Linked DNA regions of Anas platyrhynchos: region 2 is linked to region 1. A link is a contact called in public Hi-C data. All regions are on one chromosome and are shown on one strand. Each heading gives the region's core, a stretch centred on a gene start, on an enhancer-like site or on the middle of the called end of the contact. The rest is flanking DNA. Distances are from core to core; before and after follow the strand shown.

The links. Hi-C and Micro-C count contacts between places; a contact is called where the count stands out from the background.
Region 2: a Hi-C map of skeletal muscle shows a contact between it and region 1, with 2.6 times the contacts expected there. The contact joins the enhancer-like site here to the promoter of SLC2A5 in region 1.

Annotation. Positions count from the first base shown.
Region 1 is chr22:3,981,463-3,988,664 of IASCAAS_PekinDuck_T2T, reverse strand. SLC2A5 (solute carrier family 2 member 5) reads left to right here and starts at 2,503. Exons shown (of 12, transcript XM_021269451.4): 1 at 2,503-2,659. The coding sequence starts at 2,603. It overlaps GPR157 (G protein-coupled receptor 157), which reads left to right. Exons shown (of 9, transcript XM_072026989.1): 9 at 1-546.
Region 2 is chr22:4,155,787-4,162,988 of IASCAAS_PekinDuck_T2T, reverse strand. SLC25A33 (solute carrier family 25 member 33) reads right to left here. Exons shown (of 7, transcript XM_027443204.3): 2 at 4,717-4,896; 3 at 994-1,071. Among named protein-coding and RNA genes, the nearest start is that of SLC25A33, 11 kb to the right of the region's middle. Within about 2 kb of position 3,163, at least 1 of the 8 cell types and tissues checked has an H3K27ac peak or open chromatin away from gene starts, as enhancers often do.

The sequences.
Region 1 (7,202 bases), core at 1,254-3,753:
GGACTGTCCTGGCACGGGTTTCAGTCCTGAGGTGTGAGGCCTCCCAGGGAGCTCTGACCTGGCTCCCATTTTTCACTTGAATACAGACGACGGCGTGCAGACTCATTTGTTTGGTGGCGATGGATGGTTCCTCTTCACGTTTTATTCCTCCTTGGTGGTCAGGGGTCATCATCATCACCAGGGTGCGTGGCAGCTGCATGCTTTTTGCCTCCTGGGGATATCTCAATTCCGCAGACTCCTGGTGCCGAGGGGCACCTGGGCTCAGCAGCCCGGCCTCCAGTGAGGACGGCCCTCACCGTCCACAGGAGGGTGCCTGGCACGTGCTGGCCTCGTGCTGGCCTCCAGCCAGCCTCTGCCATAGCACAGCCCATGGCCTGCTCCTGTCCTGGGAGTGTTTGTCCCGGGAGTGCTGTATCAGGGCCAGGGAGGGGACGGTTTGTTGGTTGAAGATACTGCGTTAATTTATTTACAGCTCCTCCCTTGCTTGTGTTTTTTTTTAAATATTTTCTCCAACTTCTACAAAATAAAGTTCCGTTTCTTTACCGAGATGTTGTTCAAGCATGTTGTGACAGGCCTCTCGGTGCCTTGAAGGATTTGGGTGAGGGGCTGTCGTGAGGTCAGTATTCAGGTTTCTTGTGTGTCTGGCCTAAAGACTGGCCAAGGCATGTGTCAGAAGACAAATCTCTTCTACTGATACATAAATGAATATCTCTTCCTATCATTCTATACATATAGAAATGTAAACCTTCAATCAGTCTGAGCAAACCTGTCCACTGCTATACATTATGTTCAGTTCCCCCAGCTTATTGCTATGATCTGTGGAAAAAACAGTGTGTGGGACTTGTTTCCCATAAGTTCTGTTGACCTTACAGGCTGTGGTGCTCCAGCTGTGTGAGATCACAAATGTTACCTAATCGTGAGATTACCAATTAATTTTTCTCCAGATGAGGCCATGCTGTAAGGTAGGTGGGACTAATGCTGGGCACGGCTGGAGCTTTCCCAGGGCTTGCCCAAATAGAGAAAATTCAAGTCTTTATGGCAAAAATGGGCAGGCTGACAATAGTAGTGCTGTGTAAGTCGCCGTGCATTCACAGCTGTGAATGAACTTTACTCAGATTAAAACTTTGGCCATTTTACAGAGCTCGAAGCAGCCGGGGCCCTGGAGCAAGGAGTGGTGCTGGCCCGTGGCTATATTCAGAACTGATTGAGCAACAGTCTGTGTTACTGATTGATTGCACAATGCTTCCCATGTGAGGTATCTGCTGCTCTGTGGCTTATAGCTGTGCCCCAAATTTAAGTGGTTGATCCTAAAATGTTCTCTGCTGGAGGCCTGCTGCATGGCAGGCGAGGAAACCGAGCCTGGATGCTGCAGAGAGCAAGCAGAGGGAAAGGTGTTTGTTCTGCAGTGGTAGAAGTGACTGAAAACCCCTTGAGGTATTTTGGCTGCTCTGTCAGGGGGGTTGCATCAACGCCCTGCCTTGTGTCTGCATTGCAAGCCTTTGAAAAAAAGTTATCTTGTATGTCAAGGGTTGTCTTTTAGTTTATCCTCTATACTGTGATGTCTTTTGGCCCCTTGGAGCTCCTGTGCTCAGTGTGCTCCAGTGCATGGAGCTGGGGTTGGGGCAGAATGAAGGACGGGAGCCGTGTGCTGGCTTCCAGTAACCATCCTGGGGGGGCTTTGGAGCTCACAAAAAGCTCTTAACAAAATTTTAAGGACTAGTTTGCAATGAACCCTCAGAGTGGAGGAGAGGGGTCTGTGTGGAGGAGGCAGGTGTGGGATGCAGGGGCAGATCGGATGGAATACGACAACAAACTTTGAAATGAGGGGAATAAAGAACAAAAAGCTGTAGTGGCTGCAGGGTGCTTGCCCACACTGCTTCCTGAGGCAGGAGTGAGTTAGACCTTGGTGAGTTCACCCCTCACCGTTGCATTCATCTGCTGGCACTGGTTTGGTCATTGCAAAATACCATTCCTCCTTTTCTTTTCTTATTTTCACGAGATATGAGTCTAATTGTGCAAGGTGATCCCTGGCTCCAGGAGTGAGCCAGGGGTTCTGCAGTGTGGGAGGGTTTAGGCAGCCTTTCACTTTGGGAAACCTGGAGCTTGTGGGTTTAATGAACCATCTGCTTCCAAGCAGAGGATGAATTTCTTGTTGCTGAAAGCAGAAGAGCTTGGAAAACTAATTTCTGGCTGTGTCACTACTATCTCCTCTCCTCAAGAGGAAGAACGGTTCTGGAGATGAGACCTGAGTGCTCTAATGCTGCCAAAGCAAACATTTGCATTGTACAAATCACTTCTGCTACTCAGAAGCAGCAGGGATGTCTCTTGTGCTGGGCTGAATGAATTCCCCAAGTCTTGCAGTCCTTGCAAACCCACAGGGAACCACAGGAATCGATGCAGGGTGGCGTGAGCTGGCAAAAGGCAGGTCTTGGCTGGCATAGTCAGTGCTTCTGTCCTGCACGGAAAAGTGAACCCACTGAGGTCCAAGAGGGCAGCGGGGGTATTTTGAATGGTCGGGTGCTTCTGCTGAACAAAGTGCAGGTGGAGCTTTAATGTCTGGGCATTCCAACACTTCCCAAAGCATCTGCTGCATCTCACAGCCATGCCAATGGAGAAAGGACCGGACGGTTCCCAGTCCAACTTATCAGGGCGTGACACGGTAAGTTTACAGACCTGCCTGCTCCTCTGTGCTTATTTGGGGGATGTGTGGGTGATTGTGGCTCTGCTGAGATAGCCTTCGACAGTAGCTGTGGAAAGGAGAGAAGGATGCTACCCGGTATTACCTCGTGCAGCAGAAACAGGGTCTTGATTACCTCGGAGTTGTAGAGCTCCTTGTGTGTCAGTGTTTATCTGCAGGATGTGCCTGTTTCATCCAGCACTCTGGGTAGGCATTCAGGCTGCCATGTCTGCCTCTTAATTGCCTGGAAGCCATGGATGCAGCTAATAAAGCACTGCCTGTATACAACTCGTCTGCAGGCAAATCGCTTGTTACCTAAATTACAGTCTCGCCAGTAGCTCAGGGCTGCGTTTGATATTGATTTAGCCTCGCTACACATGCAGTTCCTTCCCAAGGAGCAGGTGAAAAGGCTGCCAGTATCAGTCCCTGGGCGTGTTGTGCTGCGGGGTGTCTGCTAATGAGGCTCCTTACCGCAGGCACTGCCATCAGCAGCATCACCAGCCTCTAACCTAACCACAGCTTTTCCACTGCTCACTGCTGATGCACTCGGCTGCATCTGTCTCCAGCAGATTTACTCTCCTGGAAACGAAGCCTCACCTCTAAATTATGCTTGCCCCCTCTTGCCAAAGATGGCAGGGCTCTGTAGGATCCAGCTCTGGGCGCAGACAGTTGAGTTGGTCGTAAATAGTTCTCTGCGTGCTTGCATGGGAGCTCATCATGCAGTGGACAAGCGCAGAGGAGAGAAGATAACAAAGCTGGGTTAATGCCTCCAGGCAAATGCACTCCGTGCTCTAGCAGATGTAAGAAGCTTAATATGTGCAGCAGCTGAGATGAGAAAAGTGCCTGTAAAATTCCTGTGAAGTTGGCTCTGCTCTTTGCTCAAGTCCAACGGGATCTGAGCAATTGGAGGCAATCGTTATTTCCCTGCAATTACTGCGAAAGTTCAAGGAGAAGTTTGTTCACAATCCTGTCCTCCTTCATTGATATCTCCCAAGCTCAGGGCCAATTACCACCTCAGGGAGGTTGTTGCCAGACTCCTGCTGTGATTGGCAAATATTCAAAGTGTTCTACTGTCATAAGCAAATATTTATTCTCTGATGAAGGATTTCTGATGGCAAATACGTGTCCTGTTTGATTTCTGTCTATAACAAGGTTATTTCTTCAAACTCAGAGAAAGAGTTTATAAACCATGACAGATGTCATCTTTCATATGATCACTGGATATTGGAGTGGCTGCCCGCCTGCCAAGAGCTCCCAGAAGAATGACACTGGCTTCAAAAAGCAGAGGTTTTTCATGAGAAGCTTGTCCTTCAGAATTCCCCAGCTATGGGGCAGAGCGAGTCACCTATGAAGCTTTTTCCCTCTTCTGACCCAAGATCTATGAGTGAGCTATAACCTGTCCCATTTATTTTGGGGTACTTTGAAGGGTTTTGAAGGTAACGTGAAAAGCTGAGTTAGCTCCAAGTGTCCCTGTTGGTGCCAGCTAGCTGTAATCCCTCAACGGGAATGCTGAGGCAGGATAAGAGTTTTTGAGCTAATGAATATTCTGGTTTGCATCTCTGTTCAATTAAGGCCCCCAAGGGATATGTAGGGCCATGATGCATGAGCAAGCTTTTGGGATGTGAGCCACTGAGAACAGTTTCCATCAGAAAACTACTGAGTGGGCTATGTGGGTCCTGTGGGTTCCAATTTATCACAATCTCCAAGCAAACAGTGTCTTTAGGTTGTTGGCTTACAAAAAAACAGGAAGGGACAAATGACAACAAGTCTAGGGACCGAGTCGCTCTGCCCTGAAGCAGCAGGGCTCTGTTCCCCGAAGCAGCAGGGCTCTGTTCCCCTTCCTATTTTTAGGGCAGGCTCTCTTGCCAATTTTTCTTATGACAGGCTTTGCAAGCTGTGCTTGCAGTTTGAGCTGACACCTAGTTAGTGTGTCCACCCCTGCAAGGGGCTACACAGATCAATTCCTACTGCCACCAGCATCGTAGCGTTCATGTAAGCAGCTGCAGCAAGTAATCGTGGAAGCACAGTGGGAACCTGACCAGCATCATCTGAGCAGCTGGACCACTCCTGACCAGCACTTTCTGCTCTGATTCATCTCATCTTTTACAATACCTCATATATAAAAAAAAAAAAGTGAAAGGTATTCAAGGACTTAAAAACCCAACAAAATGCTGAGTGTGGGGTGACTTCACCACCCAGGAGGGAGGCTGCGGCCACTTGAGGCATGCATGCAGGTCGCGTGAACACCTCTGACTCAAGAGATGCATTTTTTAAGCTGGGTGCTGAAGACAGCCCAATAACAACGTGGTTTCGTTCTAGTTGTTCTTGCTGCCAGGGGTATCTATGAACTTTGCGTTTTGCTGATAAACTTTAGGAATTGTAGTTAATTGTTAACCAAGTCTGTGCTGTTCAAAGTAGCCTCCTCGTGTAGGTGGTTAATACTTAGCTGGCAGCATGGTACACCATGTGTGGAAAGAAAACTAATACGATTTGCTGTAAAAATGACATGTTCTGTGCACTGTCAGAAATAAACCTGAGGAGGAAGAACCTGCAATCTGCTCTTTTGGCCATGGTGAGAAAAAAAAAATATATAAGAAAAGAAAGAAAAAGTATGTACTTAGCTGCCTTTGATTTTTCTTGCCCCACCAAAAAATATGAAATGATATATTTAAGCAGCAGACAGTGCTATTCAGCCACTGTTCGGTGGTAATGGGTTGTTTTGTTTTTATAATGACTACCTGTGATTTTTAACTGGAATCAGTCAAGGTTTGTGTAAAACTGAACATTCCTGATGTCAGTGCCTGGCGTCGTTCTTCACCCTCGCTGTGCGGGCATTGCCCTGGCTGCCTTGCTGGCTGCGGAGCTCCTGGAAGACAAAATTTTGGGGCTCGAGGAAGGGCAGCAGACCTGGTGGCATCCACATAGTTTGGGATATCTGCAGAAATAGGATGGCTGCACGAGCTTCCCATAGGGATCTCCTGTGTCATCCAGAGAAGAAGAAGCCTTTGTGCTCTCCTCGCGTGTTCATGTTGCCCACAAATCCAGGTTTTAATGTGGAATTCTTCAATGTTTTCTCTCGTCTTGTTCTCTAATGAGCCAAAGCAATTACCAGCCCTGGCTAACCATGATGTTACTCACCGCAGTGCTTTACTGTGCTCACTCTGGATCACTGAGCAGTGTTTGCACTTCCAAAATCGCACGCTTAAAGGTGTTCTATTTCTGGTCCTGACCAGGATTCCTCTGGCAGAGGTGGCTGCAGGATGCAGGTTCTTGTGATGCTCAACGAGAACCTGCAGCATTGTTCTCTCTGAATCCATTCCTGCTCTCCCCTCAGGTCTCTCCATTAATTGGTTGCTGAAGGTATTTTTCCCATCTCTCTTTCAATCCTTGTTTCTCTGTGATTTCTTAAAAATATTATTTGCCTTGTGGCTCATGAATGGGATTACCTCACTGAATTTCACCTGTCAGTGTTACAGATGACCAACACTAAAGGCGTTTGATAGAACTGCTTGTGAAGCACTTGGCTTCTAGATGTTAAGCTCTTACTGGATTTAGTTTCTTTGAGGCCACGACTTAGACTAATTAGGTAGTTTTTCAGAGTAAATAGTAACAAAGCTATTTTAAAAACCAAAGACAATCCCTTGAGGGTTGGGGTTGAGGATGTGGAAAAAGCCAAATCTATCAGCAGCTGTCATCTTGCCGTTCTATTTCTATCATATGGTCTTTGCCCTGCAAAACTTCTTCCTGGGAAAAATTACTAATGGGTGCAAAAAAGACAATCAAGGACACGCAAAAGAGAAAAAAAATGCTGAGTGTAGGTTCTGTGTGCGATGACTTCACCGCACAGGAGGGAGGCTGTGGCCACTCGAGGCATGCATGCAGGTCGCATGAACACCTCTGACTCAAGAGGTGCATTTTTTTTGATCTGGGTGATGAAGAAAGACAGCCCAATAACAACGCGGTTTGGTTCCAGTTGCTCTGGCTGCCAGGGGTATCTGTGAACTTTGCATTTTGCTGATCAACTGTAGAAATTGTAGTTAATCATTAATTCAGTCCTGTGCTGTTCGAAGTAGCCTCCTCGTGTAAGTGGTTAATGCTAAGCTGGCGGCGTGCTACACCTTGTGTGTAGAAAGAAAACTAACACGCTTTTGCTGTACAAACAGCATGTTCTGTGCACTGTCAGAAATAAGCCCAAGAAGGAAAAACCTGCAACCTGTAGGAGTGCCCCGAGGGAGGTGGGCTGTGCGGGGTGGGACCAGGCGCGGTGTTTCTGCTCAGGGGTAGATGTGCGGTCCAGGTTTATCACTGTCCTACAGCAGAAGCCCTTTAGGGGCCATGCTCCCATGGAACACCCCTTTTTTTCCTGGAATGTGGTCACCAGGCAGCGGTGAAGCTCCGATTGTGCTGGAGGTGCAGCGTGGAGCAGCAGCAGCTCTCCTGCCACAGCCCCATCTGTTCCACATACCTGTGCTGCAGCGAACAGCTCCAGCAGCTCTGGTGATAAGCCTGCTCCTCCTCATTGGGC
Region 2 (7,202 bases), core at 1,914-4,413, 170 kb before region 1:
CCTCAAATCCCTACATAATGCACGCAAAAAATAAAAACTCACAGCAAGATCTGCAACAGCCAATGCTTTAATATTAGCTAGGCACAAAATCTTCAGCCCTGCCAAGAGGTTGTCATTGGTATGTGTGGAAAGCAAACATTAGGTGCCTGCAAGGCTTCCAAATACAACCGTTATAGGTAGTTTTGTTGTTACTGTTTAGAAAAGAGTGGGGAGACCTTTGGGGTTATGTGGCAGCTTTGCAAGTCCATTCCCCTGACCCTCAGCTGCAGTTTTTCATTTGAGAAGAATTTAGGCAGTCAAGGACCAGACAGGTATTCCTGCTTCACCTTGCATCTAGCTCCTAGTCTGTTTCTGGGAAACACTTATATATTCCCAGGGAAGTGGTAGGCCTTACTAGAGAGATTAACATTAACCCTGCAGATATTTCTACAGTACATTCCCCTGTTTTCTAAAGCATAAAGTCATTGCAAAAGCCACTTAAGTGACTTACTTAAACTACACCTTAATTTAAATTCTCCTTTAGTGCTAGGCTAAAATATCCCCTGCCCCTCTCTTTTTGTTTTTGAAGATAGCATCATAAACTAAGTTCCACTGATAACAGAAAGCACAGGTCAAAAGAAGCAGCTAAGATACACACATAAAAGTTTACAGAAGCCAGTAAAATATGACAAACCTGTCATATCCAGGTTTCATTTATAAAAGGACAGGTACTGACTTTCATAATTTCATTACTTTTGAGAAGAGGATATGAATATTGATGAGAAGCAAGTTCTGAATATATTTAGTGATTGATACATGTAACTGAAAGACAGCGTCATACAAGTATAAAGCAAATTTTAAAATTATTTGTTGGCATATGCACATCTGATACTCTTCAAAATTTAAGTTTACAGATGGGATAATTTTCTGACCTATTCTTCTCAATCACAAACAAACTACAATATTCGGGTCGGTGCCTTCAACGAGTCTTTTAGCAATAGTTTAACTATTTACCTTGATGGTGCAACTCCAACCAAGTTTGGACCCAGACCTCGGAAGAGCGACCTTGGTCCTTCTTTTTCCAGAATTGACCTTAAAATAAAAACAAATAAGGGAAAAAATGGGTAGTATTTGGGTTAAAAGTTAAATTTCTTGTTCTGGCAGGTGGTCAAAAGAACTGTGCTAAAGAAATAAGTATTAGCTGTGAACCTGTTAGCTCTCAAGCTACACAACAGACTTGAAAATTAGAATTATAGACTACTGGATAAAAGCCACTGTGCTGTAAAACTTCAGCGTGCTACAGGCCAATGTGTGTTGTATGACAGTAGCTTACAATTTCCATTCTTTGAAAAACTGTCAGGAACTGAATTAAATAGTTTCACGGAGAATCCAATGCTAGTTGACTCTGATGAACATGGAATACTTTTGGCATTTTCTGTATCCAAGCAATTTAAGCAGTTCAGGAGTTTGTTGCCTGTATAGAGACATGGGGAAAAAAGAAAAAGGAGCCCTCTTCCCTTTCATAATTAGTTAGTCATGATTTTTTCCCCAGAGTGAAAGCTGAATGCAGCACCGTATCACAAGCTATGTCTCAGGGTAACTGTTCTGGTTTTGAGGGCATTCGGCATCCTTCCAAAGGAAACACCAAGCACAGAGGTACTCCTGTGCACCACTGCCACTGGATTTCATGGCCAGGTCTAAAGCAGGAAAACAACCAAATGATGTTTTCCTGCAATTCTGGAATTGCTCCAGTCTGGGTTTCCAAAGCCATTTTCAGCCATTTCCCCAGCAGCTGTCAAGTTCTGTACAATACCTTGCTCAGGTGCCTCATTGAAAAAAGAGCTAACCTTACAGAAATCTTTGCACTATTACCAGGAGACATATTCACAAGGAATAACCTGACAGACAAGCACTAGGAAACACCGCCAAGTGTTCACCAGTGACAGCCAGGTACGGTCTAGTCACCATCGGGATGTCAGTGCACAACCTGCTAGATGGCAGCTCTCCACTTTGAAGTCTTATGGGAAAACCGTGCAATAAAATCCAGATAACACCAGGTCCCAGGTGTAGTTCACGTGCACCTGTTTGAAATGCCCATTTTTCAGAGTTTGCTTTCTAGGTCATTAGCACTGTTGGGAACGTTCCCCACAGGGTCCAAAAACAAGCTCATTAGACAGAAGAAGATATAGGAGCTTCTGAAATGCTTTTTCTGCAGTGAAGTTGAACTTTCTGTGTAAACTCCAGGGCTGAGTGTCTCCAAGGATACAGATCCACCAACTACTTGTTCTTTGTCACTTAACAGTCACGACTGCAGCTTCCAGCTGGGGTGACTCATCAGAATCTTAAACGGATTAGACAAAAACAGCCTGTCCTTCTGGAGTGCTTTCTATTCAGCAGCAGGCTTAACTTGCCCTCCTGAGTACCTACTTTCGTTCTATTTACAGCAGTTAAGGGGCCTTCATACTCAACACCTTTAACTCACAGACAGATTTTATATGTATGGCTCTAAAGGGCTGCTTCTTTAGCCATATGGCTTTCCTAAAACAGAAAATTCAATTCACATCCAATTTGCTCATGCACGCATGACCAAGATTGAGAAAGGGGTGGAAGAGTAAGAGAGACCTAACTTCCTCCTCTTCTTTCATGCACTTGTGTTTTATCACAAAGATCACAATCAATAGCATTACCTGTACTTCATGGATACTGCCACCAAGGGAATGACAGGGAGCACGATTATTTTGCTCTCACTTCTTAATCCTCTGGGGTAAATAGGTGAAAAGCTTGGTGATACATGCAGCTGAGCAATTCCTAAGTAAAATGAACTCAGGATCATAGTCACCAAATTTAATGAGCTTAATAAATATATTAAACGGTTGACTCAATTTTAACCCCTTTTTTAACTCCCTAAAAGGAGGATCTCAGAGAAAGATGGGAAGAGGAAATAAACTGAGAACCTCGTGCCTTTAAGTTACCACTTCATTGAGTCAGAGCTCTCTCAAGTGCAATGCTGCAAGGAGCAAAAAAAGTACAAAGGGAAAAAAATAGATGAAAATCGAAGGCAATTGGCACTGCTTCACATTTTCAGTCACGGATTGCTCTAGATTCACCTCTGAATATACAAAGTGTTTGGCATGGGACAGAAGCAGTGTTTACAACACAGAAACTCAAGTCCCAGAATGACTCCAGCCATCTCGTTCTGCAGAGAATTTGAGTTAGCACTGTACTGTTATATAACCGTGCAGCTTCTCCCCAGGCAACCTGCCAAGTGTGTTGGCCTTACATAAATCATTCAACTTGTTTTGCTAGTCAAGTTAGCTATTTTCTTTGGCATTTCTACTACCTGATCTAAGCAGGACCTCCTCTGCATTACCCCGTTGCGTGCCCAGTGATCCAAATGTGGCGTGCCTCAATGCATTTGCGTGAGGTCTGAACCAGAACTTTACTGTGCTTTGATAGGAAATATAATAGTAGAGATTTGTCCTTCAGAGTTGCTGGTAAAATTAGTCAGCAGTTCTAAGAGACACGATTTCACGTTTCATCTTCTTTATGAATATACATCTGAAAAGGGAACAGCTAGAGCATCAGCTGCTGCAATCTGAACCAAGAAAAGTGACTAAATAATACAGGTGTCGACAGGACTGATGCACAATAATAATTACCTGAAGCAACATACTAATAATAAACAGAAGAGATCTCATTAGGACAGATACAGTTGAGGAAAAGATAAGAGCTTGCAAAGCTCTAAGTGTATTTTGGCAAGACTTCTGCAAAAAGTGCCCTTCCCTCACTCCTGTAAGTTTCAGTTACAGATCACCCACACGACAGAGCAGACAAGCACAGCTTAAAATATATGGGATCACAGAATTCTGGAGGTCACCTGGTTCAAATGGATGCTAAAAGCAGGGCAGGCTTCAAAGATGGATCAGGGGCTGGCATGAATCACTAAGTGCAGAGAATCAGAAACATCATTACAGCTCTGCTCCATTAAGGAGCAGAAAAGGCTCTCACTTCTAAATGAAGCTTCCAAGAGAGTTCGTGACAGGAAAAGGCTGAATTAAAACTTCCCTCCATCAAACAGGTAAATAGCTTGGGCAGTAATAGAAACAAGGATCTCTCACCAGCCACACAAAGCAAACTGGGAATGGCTCCAGGAAAGAAAGACAAGGAGTACACGACTCAAATTCAGTCCTTCATTGTACGAAGAACTGGCCCCAGCTAGTAAGGATTACCTGTTCCACTGCTCCAAGGAGATAATAAACATGACAATTCCCCATAAAACACAAAGACTATACTCTCTGTTGTTCAAAATAATAATAAATAAGTAAACCTTTCATCCAGAATATTTTCTATGACAGTTCTTGCAAGCTAAACAGTACCAAAAGTTTGTGGCATGTCCTATGTATTGATCCTTACAACTTAATAACTACCAAAAAGCTCCAATCTGAAGAGACAACTTAAAAATAATGCTTCCAGACACTTACTCAAATCAATTTGCTTTGGAAAGCTTTTGAGTGCTAGCAGCAAATTTCCGTGGAAGCTTAATGGAATACTCAGGAAACTTATCTGTGTTTTTAAAAGAATAATTTATCTTTCGACTGCTGAATGCAGAAGCCCAACTGATCTGCATCCTTCCAGCGCAAATCTGAAGCAAAATCTGCGTTGCCTGTTTGCACTGAGGAATCGAAACTCAGATCTCTGGTGTTAATTAACATCAAAGGACCACAGGTGAGTACTCACTTGAGAACACTGAAGAGCCCAGGTGATACAGACGTTGGCCTAACCATTCCTTCACCACTGATGGTCCCCAGCTGGACTTGCGGGTAGTAGACAGCCCGGAAGGCTAGCTTTGAAGATTGGAGCCGTGTCTTTATTACTTCTAAGGGACAAGTAAAGATGGCACCAACTGTTCCTCCACATCTGTAAAACACAAATTTAAACAGAAGACAGAGTCAGTAAAACATGGCTGCACAGATAGACTGAGCCACAAGAGCACTGAGTATAAATATAAAAAAATATAAAGACTCGACTTCACTTGCTCCATGCTGTGGACAAGTTATCAAGAAGCAGGGCAGTTCTTCCACCAGGGAAAGGGAGACAGCTCCCAAGCCCTGGAGGAGGGGAGAGAAGGTTGAGAAACACTTCTGATGACTAATGATGATCCCATGTAGCGATGAGGTTGGAGGGGTGAAACATGAAGACAATACCCAACCCCAACAACAATCCATGACCATCTGCTGGTCCCGGAGTCTGTCAGGACTTGGAATTCTGCTTGTAAAAACTTCAGAGGCACCCATGTTTCAGAGGCTGTGCTCCTTACACAGACATAGCCTTGGATGGATTTTTCGTATGGAAAGCAGGAATCTTGCAGATAAAAACAAGCAACTGGGGATTAGGACACTGTAGGCTGAAAACACAGCAATATAACCCTTCACCATTTAGTACTTATGATCAAAACGGCTGCCTACAGAACTAGCAAAGAGAAAAATGACTGTAAATTAGGTCTTTTTAAAACAATGGATATCAACTTTTTGGGGGGGGGATAGAGGAAGCTGCAAGGATGAGAGAGAGGGTGGAAAAACATAATAATGGGGTTGCTGCTCTTTAGGCTACTAAAGATGAACAGAAATCCCAAAGTCTGATGACACAAACACTGAAATAATACATATACACATGTATGTACATGCAGACATTATTGGATATAACATAATAAACATACAATTATATATATTTACTTATATATATAAAAGAAAGATCCTATCCTCTAACGACCCCTTACATTAGATGTATCTAACAACCAACCTCATTTGAAAACGCTGAGCAGGGGGCAGAAAGAATGGAAATTATGGTTTTAATAAGGACATTTAACTTGGCTTGTCCGCTAGTGACACTTGCAACTTGTCACCTAGCCCCTATCACTGTCTCACTCCGTTTGTTTTTCCTGTTCTAGGGTTTTTTCTCCCTCATTCTTTAAGGCATGTCTTCTCCCTATAATTGGGTAATACCAGAACTGAAAATCAAGCTTCCAGCCAGCAGCAACCTGCTGTTACAAACTCTCCTAATTCAAATTCCAGACATAGAGACCTACTGTAAAAAATCAGTTTTGCGACATAATATAAAATAATCAAATTTGAAACAGTCCTGAGAATTTCCAGCACAGAGCTTTTACTTACCCCAGGGCTAACTGCTCTTTACCTCAGAGTTTCAACAAACCATGTGTTCTACACGACATTATGCAAGTTCCAAAACCTCTCCTGTTACACCTTGCCCAAAAAGGGAGGCTAAGGTTGCCGGCACTGATCACACACCAGTTTGTTATTATTGAGATCTGGTGATAGCTGAATGTTCCAGCACAATGCTGGAAAAGCAGCCATGACTTTTATCACTGGTGCAACAAAAGAGCTACAAAGATCTTCTTGAAATCAAACCAGTCCTGGGTATCATTGCTGTTTGCTGCCATTGCCATACAGGGGAGCAAAAGCTGGAAGTTCCCAGTGTTAGCAAACTGGCTGAATCAAAGTGTTGGCAACTCACTGCATGAAAACAACACGTTGTGCTTCATGTTCTGCCACAAAAGCCCGAGGAGCAATGCTGGAGCCACCTGTTCCCTTGCTCCAAAAGCCCCCGCTCTCATCTTCGTGTAGTCAGCATGGCTCAGAAAATGCCTACTGGGCCAACCACACAGAGTGCACAAGACCCTGTTTCCATCCATCATCTTGAAAATGACTTGTCAAACCATTTCTCTCTCCACCTCTGTTCCTCTTTTGTTTTTGAACATCCCTTCTGTCAAACTTCACTAAAAACAATTCTGAGGATGGCTAAAAAGCACTCTAAGTTTTATTAATCTAACAAGCTGGCATTTAGGAAGACAACTCAGGAGTTCAGGTTTTTTCCAAGGGCATTTACTACAACCGATCATATTGACACAGAAATATTTTCTTTATTTACCCAAGTTTCAAAGTATGTTATTCCTTCAAAAACCTGTGTTTAGACTTTCCTTAGAAAACAGCATGAGTCAATAACTTAACTTTCTTTGATGTTAATGTCAAACTGCAATTTAAGGAGCTTTCCCATGAGAAGAAGAAGAAGAGAAAAATCCCATCCTTTAACTTGCACATAAAAAAGCATTACTTGCTAGAGTCATAAGAACTTTACATGAAAGTGTTTAGGAACAGAGAACTACAAAATGACAAGAATATAGGTACTGGCGTGTATTTTCTCTGCAT